Regions from separate parts of the Bos taurus genome. Here region 2 is linked to region 1. A link is a contact called in public Hi-C data. All regions are on one chromosome and are shown on one strand. Each heading gives the region's core, a stretch centred on a gene start, on an enhancer-like site or on the middle of the called end of the contact. The rest is flanking DNA. Distances are from core to core; before and after follow the strand shown. Region 1 holds the start of S100PBP (S100P binding protein). Region 2 holds the start of ZBTB8OS (zinc finger and BTB domain containing 8 opposite strand).

Region 1 (6,842 bases), core at 2,975-5,474:
CCAAACTAATACATTGTTATATGGGAATTATATCTCAATAAAATAGGGGAAAATTTAAAAAAAAAAAAGCCTTGCTCATCTTAGAAATTAGATAAATGGGACAAAAAGGGAAAAACTATTAAGCACCCATACTATAAACTACGCACCGAGAGACACATTTTACAACTCTAACTCATGTTAACTCTGTAACACAGGTCTTATCAAAGAAACTAAACTGTTATAGTTAAACTTAAGAATTGCTATGACTTTTTATCTTATTTTACCAATTTTTTAGCAATCGTGGAAGAGTTCTAGGCACCAGCCTTCCCAGGTGGCCCTAGGGGTAAAGAATCTGCCTGCCTATGCAGGAGATGCGAGAGAGAGATGCTGGTTGGATCCCTGAGTCAGGAAAATCCCCTGGAGTAGGAAATGGGAACCCACTCCAGTATTCTTGACTGGGAAATCTTATGAAGAAAGGAGCCTGGCGGGCTATAGACCATGGGGCCACAAACAGCTGGACACAGTTGAGTGACTGAACACACACTCTAGGCACTGAAGCAGGTGTCTCTATGAAGAAAAAAGTAATTTTTCTGCCCAGTGACTGGGTTATAGAGTAAAGTTATTTCTTCAGGCAGCAATAGAAAAAAGGTTTACTTTTGAAAAATGTTTCCTTTACTTAATAAAGTTTGTGCTTATCAAGCACAAGTATGACAGACACTGGGGTTAAGTAGCCATTTTCTGAGAAGTCACTACCACCGTCCTACTCCTTCCAAAAGTCTAGTTCTGGGAGTTCCCAGGCAGTCCAGTCAGGTAAGGATTCTGCGCTTCCACTGCAGGGGGCTTCCACTGCAGACGGCTTCCACTGGAGGGAGCATGGGATCCCACACATTGTGCAATGCAGCCAAAAAAACCAAAAAACAAAGGGTCTAGTCCAAGCACTTGCTTAACCAAATGAAGAATTCGATACATTTTCACTCTTGGGAAACTAAAGTTCAGAGGCATTTAAGGTACCGAGTACACAGAACTAATATGCTAGAACAAGGATCCAAACCCAAGTCTAACTTCAAAGGCAATGTTTTTTCTTGCTTTTTCTACCATCCTTGTGATAGACTTGCCTGGAGTCAGTCAGCAAATGGCAATCTTCTACATTCAGTAACTCTAATATACTATGAAGGATGCAGACATCAGAGGGCTTGTAGTCCCTTGGCAAAAATGATTTAAGCCACTGTATTACGCACAGGCTCTGCTTGATTTCCCAAGTGGAATGGAAGAATGTAGGAATGACCTGTGAATGTGGTCAAACCTCAATGGGAAAAAAAATCATTGCTTGCTAACTTTACTGTGCACACACAGGACCAACAGTCTCCATAGCCACCGAAAGCCTCAATTCCTTTGCCACATGACATCCAGAGGCACAGAGCCAGCTCTTCTGAGCTTTCCTCACAGAATGCTCCAATAGGTCTAACTTTGCTCTAAATTTGTATGCTCTTAAAAAAATAAATAAATAAATAAATTTGTATGCTCTTAGCATGCAAAACAATATCATAAACATATATTTAACTTGCACAAATCATTCTCTTCACAATTTTATTACCTCATTAAAATTTTTTTATAATAATTGAAAACATATGCAAAAACAACGTAATAATGAATACCCACATACCCATCGCCCAGCCCCAACAACTATCAACCCGTTGCTAATCTTGCCCCATCCACTTTCCCCTTTACCAGATTATTTTGAAGCAAATCCCAGGCATCACATCATTTCATCTGTAAATAACAAAAATTCCTTATCATAAAATATCCAGTTCATATTTCCAGCTATTTTTAAAATGTCAAATTAAAAAAAAAAACAAAAACAGTATCCAAGTAAGGTCCATACATTAAAGTCAGCTGATAAATCTTGTATTTTAATCTACAGATTCCCATCTTTTTTTTCTAGCAATTTGCTAAAGAAACAATAACGTAAACTGTGTATGGATACAAACATGGATATATTATAAAATTATAAAAACATGCCATTTCAAGATAGTGATTACTTCTGGTGGTGAGGAGGGAAGAGGAATGGTAAGGGGGCGTGAGTAGCTTCAATTCTTTTTGTAATGTTTTATTTCTTTAAAAATCACTAACAGGAAAAGACCTAAAACAATAAAGCTGAGTGGGGGTTTAATAGTACTCATTATTATGTTATATGGTGTAACTGTAACTTTTATATGCTTGAAATATTTACTAATAAAACCATTTTAAAATTAAGAAGCCAGTGGGGAAACAATGATTACATTTTGAAGTTTCAAATGTCCTCTCAAGTAAAATAGGGACCATCATAGTACCTACCTCATAAGGTTGTTGTAAGAATTATAAATGAGATTATGAATACAAAAGCACTTAGCATACTACAGGCACAATGTAAAAGATAATAAAGTGAAGTTCCACAAAGACGGCCTTAGTATTTGCCTGTCTGCCATTCTACCATCACCTGCCTTTCCTGGCACTTGCTTTGTAGTAATCTTAAATACGAAGATCCTGGGACTTCCTTAGCAATCCAGTGGTTAAGACTCCATGCTCCCAAAGCAGGGGGCTCGGGGTTCAAACCCTGGTTAGGAAACTAAGATCCCACATGCCACCACCAAAAAAAAAAAATTTTAATAAAATATGAAAATCGTATTTTTAAAGGAAAAATATATTTCCCATCTCCCGTTTCTCTCTTAATTCTCTGTGACCCTATTCTGTCCTTCCATGTCTCTCTCATCTGTCCACCCCCTTCTTCACACTTCAGTTTACCACCCCCTCGCTCTGTTCTCTAACCTGGTTGCAACCTCAGAAACTAGCTCCCTTTCTATTTTTATCGTACCTAAGAAAACCTATTGCCTTAAAACACAAAGCCTTATATTATTCAGGCCACTAAAACTGCAACACCAAACACAACCTCATACCCCTTTCAAGGCTCTAAAACCATTACCAAGCTGGATCTGACAGGTTTGGCCAAGGGCAAGGATTATTTCCAAAAGACCCATTGATCTTTGAGCTTTGATTTCCAACCTTTCCTATGTGCAATACGTGTGAGACATACAGCATTAAAGACACTCGGTAGCCTTTATCACTCCATGAAACGGGCATAAAGTTTAAGCGAAATTAAACTGAACTGCAATTATCTGTAAGAATTCTGCAGACACTGCAGGAAAGAAAAACAACTCGGGCTGCAAATCTCTGCTTTAGGTAACGGCTCACTTAGATAAGGGTGCCAGGACTTTCCTCCCACAGAAACCAAATACTACTCAGCCGGAGCAACAGGTTTCTTTTTAAAAAGAAAATGTTTTTTAAATGATTTAGACAGGATTGCTAAAGCTTGAAGCCTCTAACAAACCCATCAAACTGGAAATTAGGTTGGGGCAGCAGATGGGCAATTCAATTACTTCCTCTCCCGAGCCCACCAGGCGGTGCCAAGTGCCCGCTCTCCTGCCCTGGAAGGAACTGGTGGCACCTCCGATCCTCGAGTGCTTGATCGCAGTTCGCCCAACGCAGGATACGGCTTGGCCGCCCCCAGCTCTTCCTAAGAAGCTCTATAGGCGCCGTACTGCACTGCCCTGCGGGCAGGGCCTTCGCACTCCCCTCCTCCCCCAAAGACCAAGAATTCCCGCCTCTCCACGGAAGGCGGGAGCAGCTCGGGGCTTGCTTCCCATTCCCCCAGCAGGAGCCAAAGCAGCCCCTCAGCAGAGCGGCGCGGTACACCCTCATCCTGCGGATGGCTGCCCGTCCCACACCTCCACTCTCCCCTGGGGCGGGCCACCCTCTCTCCGCTGCCTACCCGCCCGCAAGGCGCGGCCGGAAAGACAGCAATTTTTTGCCTAGCAACACCCTCCCCGCCTCGGGGCAGGGGACAGAGGCAACCCCCACCGCCACCTCCCCACCCCCACCGGGCACAGAAAACGGACGTCGTTCGCCCCTCTCGGGTAACCAGACGGCACCCTTTGCCTGGGCAGGGTGAGGGGCATCTACCGTCCGCCGACGTGAATGGGGGGGGGCACAGACACTCCCCCCTCCCGCCGCCATCACCTCAGAAACGAAAACGAGCCCTTCTCCCAGCAGGGTGAAGGCCTCAACCCCTCAACGGGGCGGACGGCATGCGCGGCCCTCTGGAGATGCAACAGGCGCCCCCCTCCCCCTCCCAGCCGAGGCTCGCCGACCACCGCTCCTCCCTCAGCTGTTCACCTCCGGAAGCCGGGCCAAAGCCTAGGCGAACGACTGCGCATCACTCCGCCCCCTGCGCCATCTTATCGCCCCCTCCCCGACCTCCCCCACCCCGAGGGTGCCGGGCCAGCGCCAGGGGGAGGGCAAACAGGCAATGATTGGCAGGAAACCGCCCCGCCTCTCAGAGGGTTGCGCCCGGCGCAGGCGCCGAAACCCCGCCCTCCACACCGCCTACCCCCGCCTACGGGCTCCATCCCTTTTCGTTTCATCGACCCGCTCGACACTTGGCTGTTACTGGCTACTGGTAGGAGGAGAAGGGTGCAGGCGGATCAAGCCGAGCGACGAGTTGAGCTGATGCAACCTAACCTGGACCCGCGTGACAGTTTCCGGCACGCGGCAGCGGCGGCGGCTGCGACCGAGAAAGGGGCCTGGGTGCCGGGCTAACCGCTGGAGACTGCAGCGACAGAGCCATGGGGGACTCTCTGAGCCCTGAAGAGAAGCTAAGCCTTATCACCCGGAACCTGCAGGTCGGGCTTCGGGGTTGAAAGTGCGCGGTTGGGGGACTGGGGGCCGGAGGTCCAAGTGATCCTTAGCACCTCTTACGGGGTCCTAAGTAAGAGGTGGGGACCCGGGATTCCGCGCCGAGGCAGCTCGGAGAGAGATTGCAGTCCCTGCTGCCGGTCGGTCAGTCAATCCATCACTACAGAAATCACAGTAGTCACACCTCCTGAGTGCCATTACTTGTGTTGAGCCAGGCTTTGAATCCACGCCACCCACCCTATTATGTGCCAGGCGCGGTGCTAAGGTGCTGGGGGGTACGTCAGGACCCTACCCTCCCAGAGCATGTCTGGAGGAAATCAGACGTTTGCAAGGACCCAGGATCCAGACATTTAATTAAGTCGAAACTAGTGCTGAAAGGTGCTTTACGCGGAGATCTTTATTAAAAGGAAGTTAGGAGGAAGGCTGCGGAGAGTGTTCAGGGAAGGCTGAGAAATAACCTCTAAACTGCCCTGAGGGATACGGATCACCTCTTCACTTTACCTATGTTTTGCTGGTTCCAGAAACTGCAGTAGTAAAAGTTAACCAGGATAATGGGGGTTAAAAACGCATCAGGTAGAATAGAGGGAACCCAGGTCAAGAGCCAGAGGGGAGAAAGAACTCTGTGGTTCTGAGAGAAGGCTAAGTTGGAGTAAAGGAAGCAAAGTGCAGATCAAGCACTTAGAAAATATTTACATTGCTCATTCTCTTGACTCTCTCAGGCCTCTGTTGTCACATCATCTGTGGCCTTTATTTAAATAACAAACCCCTGCCACCAAAACTGCCTTATCCCTTGCTGCTGCTGCTGCTAAGTCGCTTCAGTCGTATCCGACTCTGTGCGACCCCATAGACGGCAGCCCACCAGGCTCTCTGTCCCTGGGATTCTCCAGGCAAGAACACTGGAGTGGGTTGCCATTTCCTTCTCCAGTGCATGAAAGTGAAAAGTGAAAGTGAAGTTGCTCAGTCGTGTCTGACTCCTAGTGACCTCATGGACTGCAGCCTACCAGGCCCCTCCGTCCATGGGATTTTCCAGGCAAGAGTACTGGAGTGGGTTGCCATTGCCTTCTCCAACTTTATTGTCTAGATATTTACTCTACCTTTTTTTGTTATTTCTCCATAGAACTGATTACAATCTGACAATATGGTACATTTTTCTAGTTTGTTTAGGAGGAGCAGGCAAAGACCAGGTCATGAGGGTGGTGTTGGCGATGTTTGACAGTGGGGTTTATTCTGAAGGCAGTTTTTCTCTTTTTATAAGATACAATTCACATACCATAAAATCCACCCTTTTAAAGTGTGTGGGTCAGTGAGTTTTGATGTAGTCACATGGTGTTCAATTACCATCATTATTTAATTCCAGAGCATTTTCTTCATCAAAAATAGCCTGTACTTATTACTAATCACTGTTCAGTCTTCGCCTCTCCCCAGTCCTATGGAACCACTGATCTGCTTTCTGTCTCTAATTTGCCTATTCTAGGCATTTCATATAAATGGAATCACAGTATGTGGACTTTTATGTCTAGCTTCTTTCACTAGGCTTAATGTTTCCATGTTTCATCCATGTTGTTACACTTACCAGAACTCTGTTCCTTATTACAGCTGAATAATATCCCATTATATATTGGATTCCTGGATCGGAAAGATCCCCTGGAGAAGGGTATGGCAACCCACTCCAGTATTCTTGCCTGGAGAATTCCATGGACAGAGGTGCCTGGCAAGCTACAGTCCATGGGGTCACAAAGAGTTGGACACAATTGAGCAACTAATACTACTTTTATATGAATATACTACATTTTATTTCTCCGTTTGTCAGTTTATGGACCTTTGAGTTATTTTCACTCATAACTTGATCTTTTTTTTTTGTCCACACCACACAGCATGTGGGATTTTTTTCCAACCAGATATTGAACCCACGTCCCTTGCAGTGGAAGCACGGGGTCTTAACCACTGAACCAGAGAAGTCCCATTCTCATAACTTCATCTTAACCAGAGATTCTTGCATGCTTCACCTTAGCCAGATTCTTTGTTTCCTAGCCTCTCTCCATAAGGAGAGGTTAGGGAGAAACAACACACAAAGCTAGTAGCATTGATTTACTCAGGTTTTAAAGATTAAGTGATACGACCTTTTTTGAGTAGTA
Region 2 (7,158 bases), core at 3,151-5,650, 140 kb after region 1:
ATAGTCAATTTAGTAAACTAAGAGAGACCACAAAGTCAGTGACATACATGTATATACAAGGCATTATTACAAACAGGTTTTGAGAGAAAGAAGTCATTAAGAGCCGTATTTCCTTACTTTTAACATATCTTCCACAGAGCTGAGGGCAGGTACCACATACCACTTAATTTCGTAATTATTTCTTAACTTGGCCAAATATTTACAATTACTTTTGAGGAAAAAGTCTGACAGAATAAAATAAAAATTAATTATTCATCCTTTACAAGTAGCTGGAGAGAAAAAAACCAATTGTTGGGTATATGAACACTTCTGGTTACTTCATTAAAATGGAAAGGGACTGACATCAGGTAAGCTAATGTCTCAAAATGAGATAAAACCCAGAAGAGGGGGACAAGAGCTTTGAAAGACAGTATTCCAAGGGAGGTAAGCAAAGATGAAGGTTACAACACTATGAAGTAATATTCTAATTTAAAGATGGTTTGCGAAAACAGACTTCCTTGGTGGCTCAGACAGTTAAGAATCTGCCTGCAATGCAGGAGACCTGGGTTCAATCACTGAGTCAGGAAGATCAACTGGAGAAGGGAATGGCTACCCACTCCAGTATTCTTGCCTGGAGAATTCCATGGACAGAGGAGTCTGGCAGGCCACAGCCCATGGGGTGGCCTAAGATTAACTAAGTAACAGAACTAGGACTGAATCTAAATGACTTTGAATGTGGGAAAACAGTGGGAGAGAAGGTCAAAAGGCAGATTGAAATCAGACCCTAGGGCACTGAATGGTTGCTTAACATATGAACTCTCTACTAAAAGGAACAAAGAACCATGGAAAATTTATAAGGGATGTACCATAATTTGAGTTATGTCAGAAGGATTAATTCAGTGTAAAGCATAAAGCAGCGATTCTTCAAGTGTGGTATGGGGAACAAAAGCATCAACATTATCTGTGAACTCCCACATGCAAATTCTCAAATCCACTATAGACATACTCAATGAGAAACTTAGGGGGGGTGATTTGTAGTGCTTAACAGTCTGTTCTGGGAATTCCCCGGTGGTCCAGTGGCTAAGACTCTGTGCTCCTGATGCAGGGGGGCTGGGTTCCATCCCTGGTCAGGGAACTAGTTCCCACGTACCACAACTAAGACTCTATGCAGCCAAATAAATAAATATTTAAAAAAAAAGAAAAAAACCAGTCTGTTCTACAGGGAATTTCCTGGCAGTCCAGTGGTTAGGACTCAATGCTTTCTTAATTCCTCGTTGGTGATCTAAGATTCTGCAGCTTCAGGGCATGGCCAGTGTAAAAAGAAAAAAAAAGTTTTCCGATTCCTTCAGCTGATTATGATGCCTGTTAAAAGTTTGAGAACCCCAGTCTAGATGGGAAAGATGCTACACAAGAATTCATCAGGGCTTATAAACAGACTGCCAAGTCAAGAAAGGGCTGAGGGGAGGGGAGGGGGGGAACAGATCTAAGAAATGTCAAACCAAAGTCAACTATGATAAGGAGAAATAGAAACAATAGAAGAAAGCTGGGTTGGTATCGCCATAGAAAAAATACACTTAGTTTGGACCACATCATGTAGGGAAAGCTAATAAGATACTCTAGAGAAGACACCAATAATAACAGGCAGCTGGAAATTCAGGTAGAGCTCAGAAGCTGGGTGTAAAGATAACCAGCAGAAATTCCTCTGCACACTTTCAGATATCCTATGTGCAAAAAGAAGAGGAAATATAAGAGGGCTGCCAACATAAAGTTGGGGATACTTGTATTTACAAAGTTAAACAACTAAAGGAAGTGCGGGAGTGAAGAAGAGTATTATAAAACTACAACCGTATCATTCTTTCTAAGAAACAGAATATAAATAAACACCAAAACACACAGACACACATTAAACAGACATTAGGGAGAGTTGTTGTAAGTAATCCCATCCTAAAAAAATAAATAACACTGTTATACAAGTACAATACCAAAATAAAGGAAGGGTATTTGGACCAAAGTCTAATCCTGCAGAAAGGCTTATTCATCTACATCTGTAAAGAAGAAAGCTACTAAGAACACAGATTTCAGCCTTGGGTTATTCAGTCTTAAGTCAAAGTGAAGTCGCTCAGTCGTGTCCAACTTTTTGCAACCCCATGGACTGTAGCCTACCAGGCTCCTCCCTCCATGAGATTCTCCATGGCAAGAGTACTGGAGAGGGTTGCCATTTCTTTCTCCAGGGGATCTTCCCAGACCCAGGGATCGAACCCGGGTCTCCTGCATTCCAAGCAGACGCTTTAACCTCTGAGCCATAGCAAGTGCTTGTGTTTTCCAAACCTAGTTAATCACATTACATGGAAAGCTTTTCCAGAATGATTTAGTAAGGACGGGGTGGCCAATATTTGGGATCCTTTGGTCCAATACAATTTACCACCTGACTATAGTAAATCTAGAATTACTGCTCAAACTATTTTTAAGTATCCTGCCACAAGTTCCTAAGTGGTCTGAACTACTGACAACTAACAGAAACAACTCCTCTTACCCTGAATTCAAATAATTCTGATAATCAACTGAATATGGGAACTCCTAATTAACATACTTAGGACAAGGAGGGAGGTTTAAAAGGGAGGGGACATAAGTATACTTATTGCTACTTCATCTAATGTATGGCAGAAACTAATATAATACTGTAAAGCAATTATCCTCCAATTAAAAATAAATTAATTAAAAAAAAAATCCTTAGGACAGATCCCCCCCTTTTAAATGCCAACCGGAGGATAGTAGGCTCATATTGTTATTAATAATATTTGCATAAATTGTCAGTTAGTTTTTGAGCAAAAACATAGTCAAATAACCACAATTCACAAATATCCTGACTTCTAAAAGTCCTGAATTTTGAAGAAACGTACTTACTCAGTACACATGTAATTTTTAAAGATTGTTCTGAGTGGCAGGTTATCATGTCACAATCATCTCTGCATTAACCAGATAGTATAAACGACTGTGAGATTCAAAATTTTTTTTGTTGAAAGAACTGCATTTACCATAATCACTTTTTGAAAGCTGACAAATTTTACATTATTGTTTGGTCAACTACAGTTATAATACGCCTATTCAATTCAGTTATCAGAAAAAGAAGACATCAACATGTTTTCTCTTATCAAGTAAACTGCAAAGTAGTTTCACATTTTGTCTTTTTTGGCCTAGAAAAAAAATGTCCCCAATAGGTTCTGATCACGTGTCCGCTCCGGGTGACTGGAGAGAGGAAAACAGGGATAATCAATGTGAGAAATCTACACTGAGAACACAACAAAATAACATTCAACGGATTCTTATCACCTGGTTACATCTGGAAGCCACTGTGCAGTTAGGCTAGGCCACTCCAGAGCATGGGTCATCACCAAATCGTAAAGAAAAGGGGTGTTCTTTTTCCATATTTTGTATTCTTCGTTGATCACACGTTCCTCTACTGCGTCATCAAAGGCTGCTAAAAAATAAAAAACAAATTAAGTTAGCGACCACAAATGGAAACCGAGTAAACACTTCCAAAGCCACCGGCACTCCTAAATCCCGATTCTGAAATGGAGATCTGTCTAAATCTCCCCGAGGCACAGCCACCAACGCCGCTCTCCGGCCTCGCGGGGCTTTAACTGCTGGGCTCATCGCTGCCAAATGCCGTTAACCGCTCGGGCGACGGCGTCGGGAGGAGCACAGAACCGGCCTGGAGGCCGGAGTACCGGCCCTTGCGGGTAGTAAGCACTGCAGGGAGAACCCGGAGAGAGGCGAGCAGACCGACAGGGCGTGCGGAAAAGGACCAAACACCCGCCGGGGACCCAAATGCCTGCCTCAAGCCGCTGCGCCGGGGCCTCAGCTCTGGAGGAGCTGGAGCGCCGTTAACCCGCCCCGCGGAGCGATTCTCCTCACGCCTGCGATGGCGGGGACGACACTCAGCTGAGTCTGGCCTGTCCTCACTGTTAGGCCGTTTCGAGGCCGCTACGCAACCCCGGCACCCCCCACTCTCCTGGGGCCGCCCCGGAACCCTCACCTTCCTTGTCGGCCATGGCGGGTAGGCAAGCCGGCGGGGATCCCGGGGTTGAGCGTTGCGGGAGGGGCGGGGAGCCTGCGGGCGCTCGCTCTGCGCGCGCGGCCTCTATTGTTTCCTGCTGCCCCTGCGTGAGGGATGACTCGCGCACCTTCGCGCCAACACCGGCCAATCGGAGTGCGCCGAGCGGCGAAGTGGGCGGGGAAGTCGCATTCGTAACCTATCCAGACGCGTAGAGTCTCTTGCCGCGGGGCCGAGGCGCGCGCTCCGCCCCTGCCCCCACACGGACCCCAGCTGACTTCCTTCGCTTGCGCGCGCGCGGGTTGGTGAGAGTGAGCCGCCCGAGGTCACGTGAGCGGTTTAGGCCGCAAGCTCCGGGGGGGCAGCCATTTTCTTGAAGAGCGTTCAGCTAGCTACCCCTTGAAAGTAGGGCTTTGAATGAGAAATCTAGGATGTTTTCGGGTCTAGTTGGCCACGCTAGGGGTAAACTGGCAAGAAAGGCCTTTATCACACCTCGAGGTATCTTAATTCAAGTGTTGTCCTATTCCTAGATCCTCCAATATATTTGTTCCCTTACTTCTTAGGACTATTGATGAAGCACGTCCAGAAAATGGGTCCTTGGACTTTTAAAGAACTCCAAACGGCGAGACCTAGAACGGAAGTCGTAAGGGATTAAGGTTTAGGGGATTAAGTCCTCGAGGACGGCGTCCTAGCCCTTTAAGGGTGTCAGTCTAGGGGCGGAGTCTTGGGCGGATGTTGTAAGTCCGGGCTGAAGTCCGGCTGATGAAGGGCGGAAGTTGAGCTTGGGTCCAAACCCGCAATCATGGCGCTGGAAGGGGAAGATGTAAGAGATTACAATTTGACTGAGGAGCAGAAGGCGATCAAGGCCAAGTATCCTCCAGTCAGTCGGAAGTACGAGTGTGAGTAGGTGGCTCACTTCTCTCCTTGCGGGAGGGCTCTGGCTCCCTCTTCCACTTTGCGCCTTAGGGTGGTTCAGGCATTACCCCGTTTCGCCCTGTGTGAATGCTCTTCTGAACTAATCCCGGGAAAGCTGAAACGCTGAAGAATAAAAACGCCTGGTCTGAGAGTCGGGAAACCTGGGCTCCCACATATATAATATCTTGAACTCTCCTTGTATATGCCTAGTCACATTTATCTTATGGGAATTTTTGTTGTTTAGTTGCTAAGTCCTGTCAAATTCTGCTACCTCAAGGACTGCTGCTGTCCAGAGCTCCCTTCCCCCCTCCCCCCATCTCCTGGAATTTGTTCAAATTTATGTCCATTCAGTCGGTGATGCTATGGAACAATCTAATCCTTTGCCCCCACCCCCCGATTTCCTTTTGCCTTCAATTTTCCCATCATCAGTGAAAGTCGCTAAGTCGTGTCGGACTGTTTGTAACCCCATGGATTATACAGTCCATGAAGTTCTCCTGGCCAGAATACTGGAGTGGGTAGCCTTTCACTTCTCCAGGAAATCTTCAGAACCCAAGGATGGAACCCAGGTCTCCCTCAATGCAGCTTTACCAGCTGAACCAGCAGGAAGCATCAGGGTGGTTTCCAGTGAGTTGGCTGTTTGCACCAAGTGGCCAAAGTATTGGAACTTCAGCTTCAACTATAGTCCTTCCAATGAATATTCAGGGTTAATGTCGTTTAGAATTGACTGGTTTGATCTCCTTGCAGGCCAAGGGACTCCCAAGACCTTCTCCAGCACCACAATTCAAAAGCATCAATTCTCCTGCGCTCAGCCTTTATGGTCCAGCACTCACATCCGTCCGTGTGTGTCCATAGTCGCTCAGTCTTGTCGACCCTTTAAAACCCCATGGACTGTAGTACACCACGTTCCTCTGTCCATGGGGATTCTCCAGGCAAGAGTTCTGGAGTGGGTTGCCATGCCCTCCTCCAGGGGATCTTCCCATCCCAGATCGAACCCAGGTCTCCCACATTGCAGGCAGGTTCTGAGCCACCAGGGAAGCCCCACATCCATAAAAGACTGCTGGAGAAACTATAGCTTTGTCTACACAGACCTTTGAGGGAGTTTTACTGGTGTGTTCATTGTGAAGATAGCTGTGTTTTCAAGTGTTTCATGTAACCACCCCCATCCCCACCTATCTTCAACAATCCTGTAGTTAGAATGTGGCTAGGGTGGAGGACTCAGAAAGTTATAAGTAGAGGACTACTAATGTCTTACTTGTATCCTGTGTTAGTAAAAGGACCTGGTTTTGCCATTTGTAGCTTAGTGACTTTAGGCAAATCACATAACCTCTTTTTGCATTCTGTTCCTTCCTGTGAGGGCAAAATGAGATAATAATAAATGTAAAAATATAGTGCAGACTCTAAAGTTAGTCTATATAAATGTTAAATTGTTAGCCCTAAAGGTGGATGTGGTTTGGAGAGCACAGATTTGGCTCTTATTTCCCCTCTGAAGTTCTTTAATTTCACATTGTTCTCTGTATGCTGCTGTTTAGTTGCTAAGTCCTGTCTAACTCTTTGTGACCCCATGGACTATAGCCCACCAGGCTTCTTTGTCCATGGGTTTCCCAAGGAAAAATACTGGAGTGGGTTGATATTTCCTTCTCCAGGGGATCTTCCCAGCCCGGGTCTGGGAAAACCGGCTCCTGCTTGGCAGGCAGATTCTCTTATCACTGAGCCACCTGGGAAGGTCCTCTGTGTAGAGTACAACTATTTATCATAGCATACTAGGCTCTGTACTTTCTAGATCCTGTGTGTCTCCGTAGCTCATTTTTCTGTTCAGTCAATTCAGTTACTCACTCAGTTCCAACTCTGCGGCCTCATGGACTGCAGCACACCAGGTTTCCTTGTCCATCACCAACTCCCAGAACTTGCTCAAACTCGTCAATCGAGTTGGTAATGCCATCCAACCATCTCATCCTCTGTCCCCTTCTCCTCCTGCCTTCAATCTTTCCTAGCATCAGGGTCTTTTCAAATGACTCAATTCTTCACATCAGGTAGTCGAGTTTCAGCTTCAGCTCAGCCCTTCCAATGAACATTTAGGACTGATTTCCTTTAGGATGGACTGGTTGGATCTCCTTGCAGTCCAAGGGACTCTCAAGAGTCTTCTCCAACACCACAGTTCAAAAGCATCAATTCTTCAGCACTCAGCTTTCTTCACAGTCCAACTCTCACAT

What was found. A called contact is a pair of places that touch in the nucleus more often than the background predicts.
Region 2: a Hi-C map of skeletal muscle shows a contact between it and region 1, with 2.9 times the contacts expected there. The contact joins the promoter of ZBTB8OS here to the promoter of S100PBP in region 1. A contact is called at or near these places in 2 of 11 Hi-C or Micro-C datasets (skeletal muscle and an unstated tissue).

What each region holds. Positions count from the first base shown.
Region 1 is chr2:120,844,607-120,851,448 of ARS-UCD2.0, forward strand. S100PBP (S100P binding protein) reads right to left here and starts at 4,225. Exons shown (of 8, transcript NM_001034687.2): 1 at 4,189-4,225; 2 at 1,708-1,749. YARS1 (tyrosyl-tRNA synthetase 1) reads left to right here and starts at 4,570. Exons shown (of 13, transcript NM_174220.2): 1 at 4,570-4,694. The coding sequence starts at 4,638.
Region 2 is chr2:120,982,176-120,989,333 of ARS-UCD2.0, forward strand. It overlaps ZBTB8OS (zinc finger and BTB domain containing 8 opposite strand), which reads left to right and starts at 4,401. Exons shown (of 8, transcript NM_001076288.2): 1 at 4,401-4,932. The coding sequence starts at 4,836. It overlaps RBBP4 (RB binding protein 4, chromatin remodeling factor), which reads right to left and starts at 4,042. Exons shown (of 12, transcript NM_001077013.2): 1 at 4,016-4,042; 2 at 3,310-3,457. The coding sequence starts at 4,031.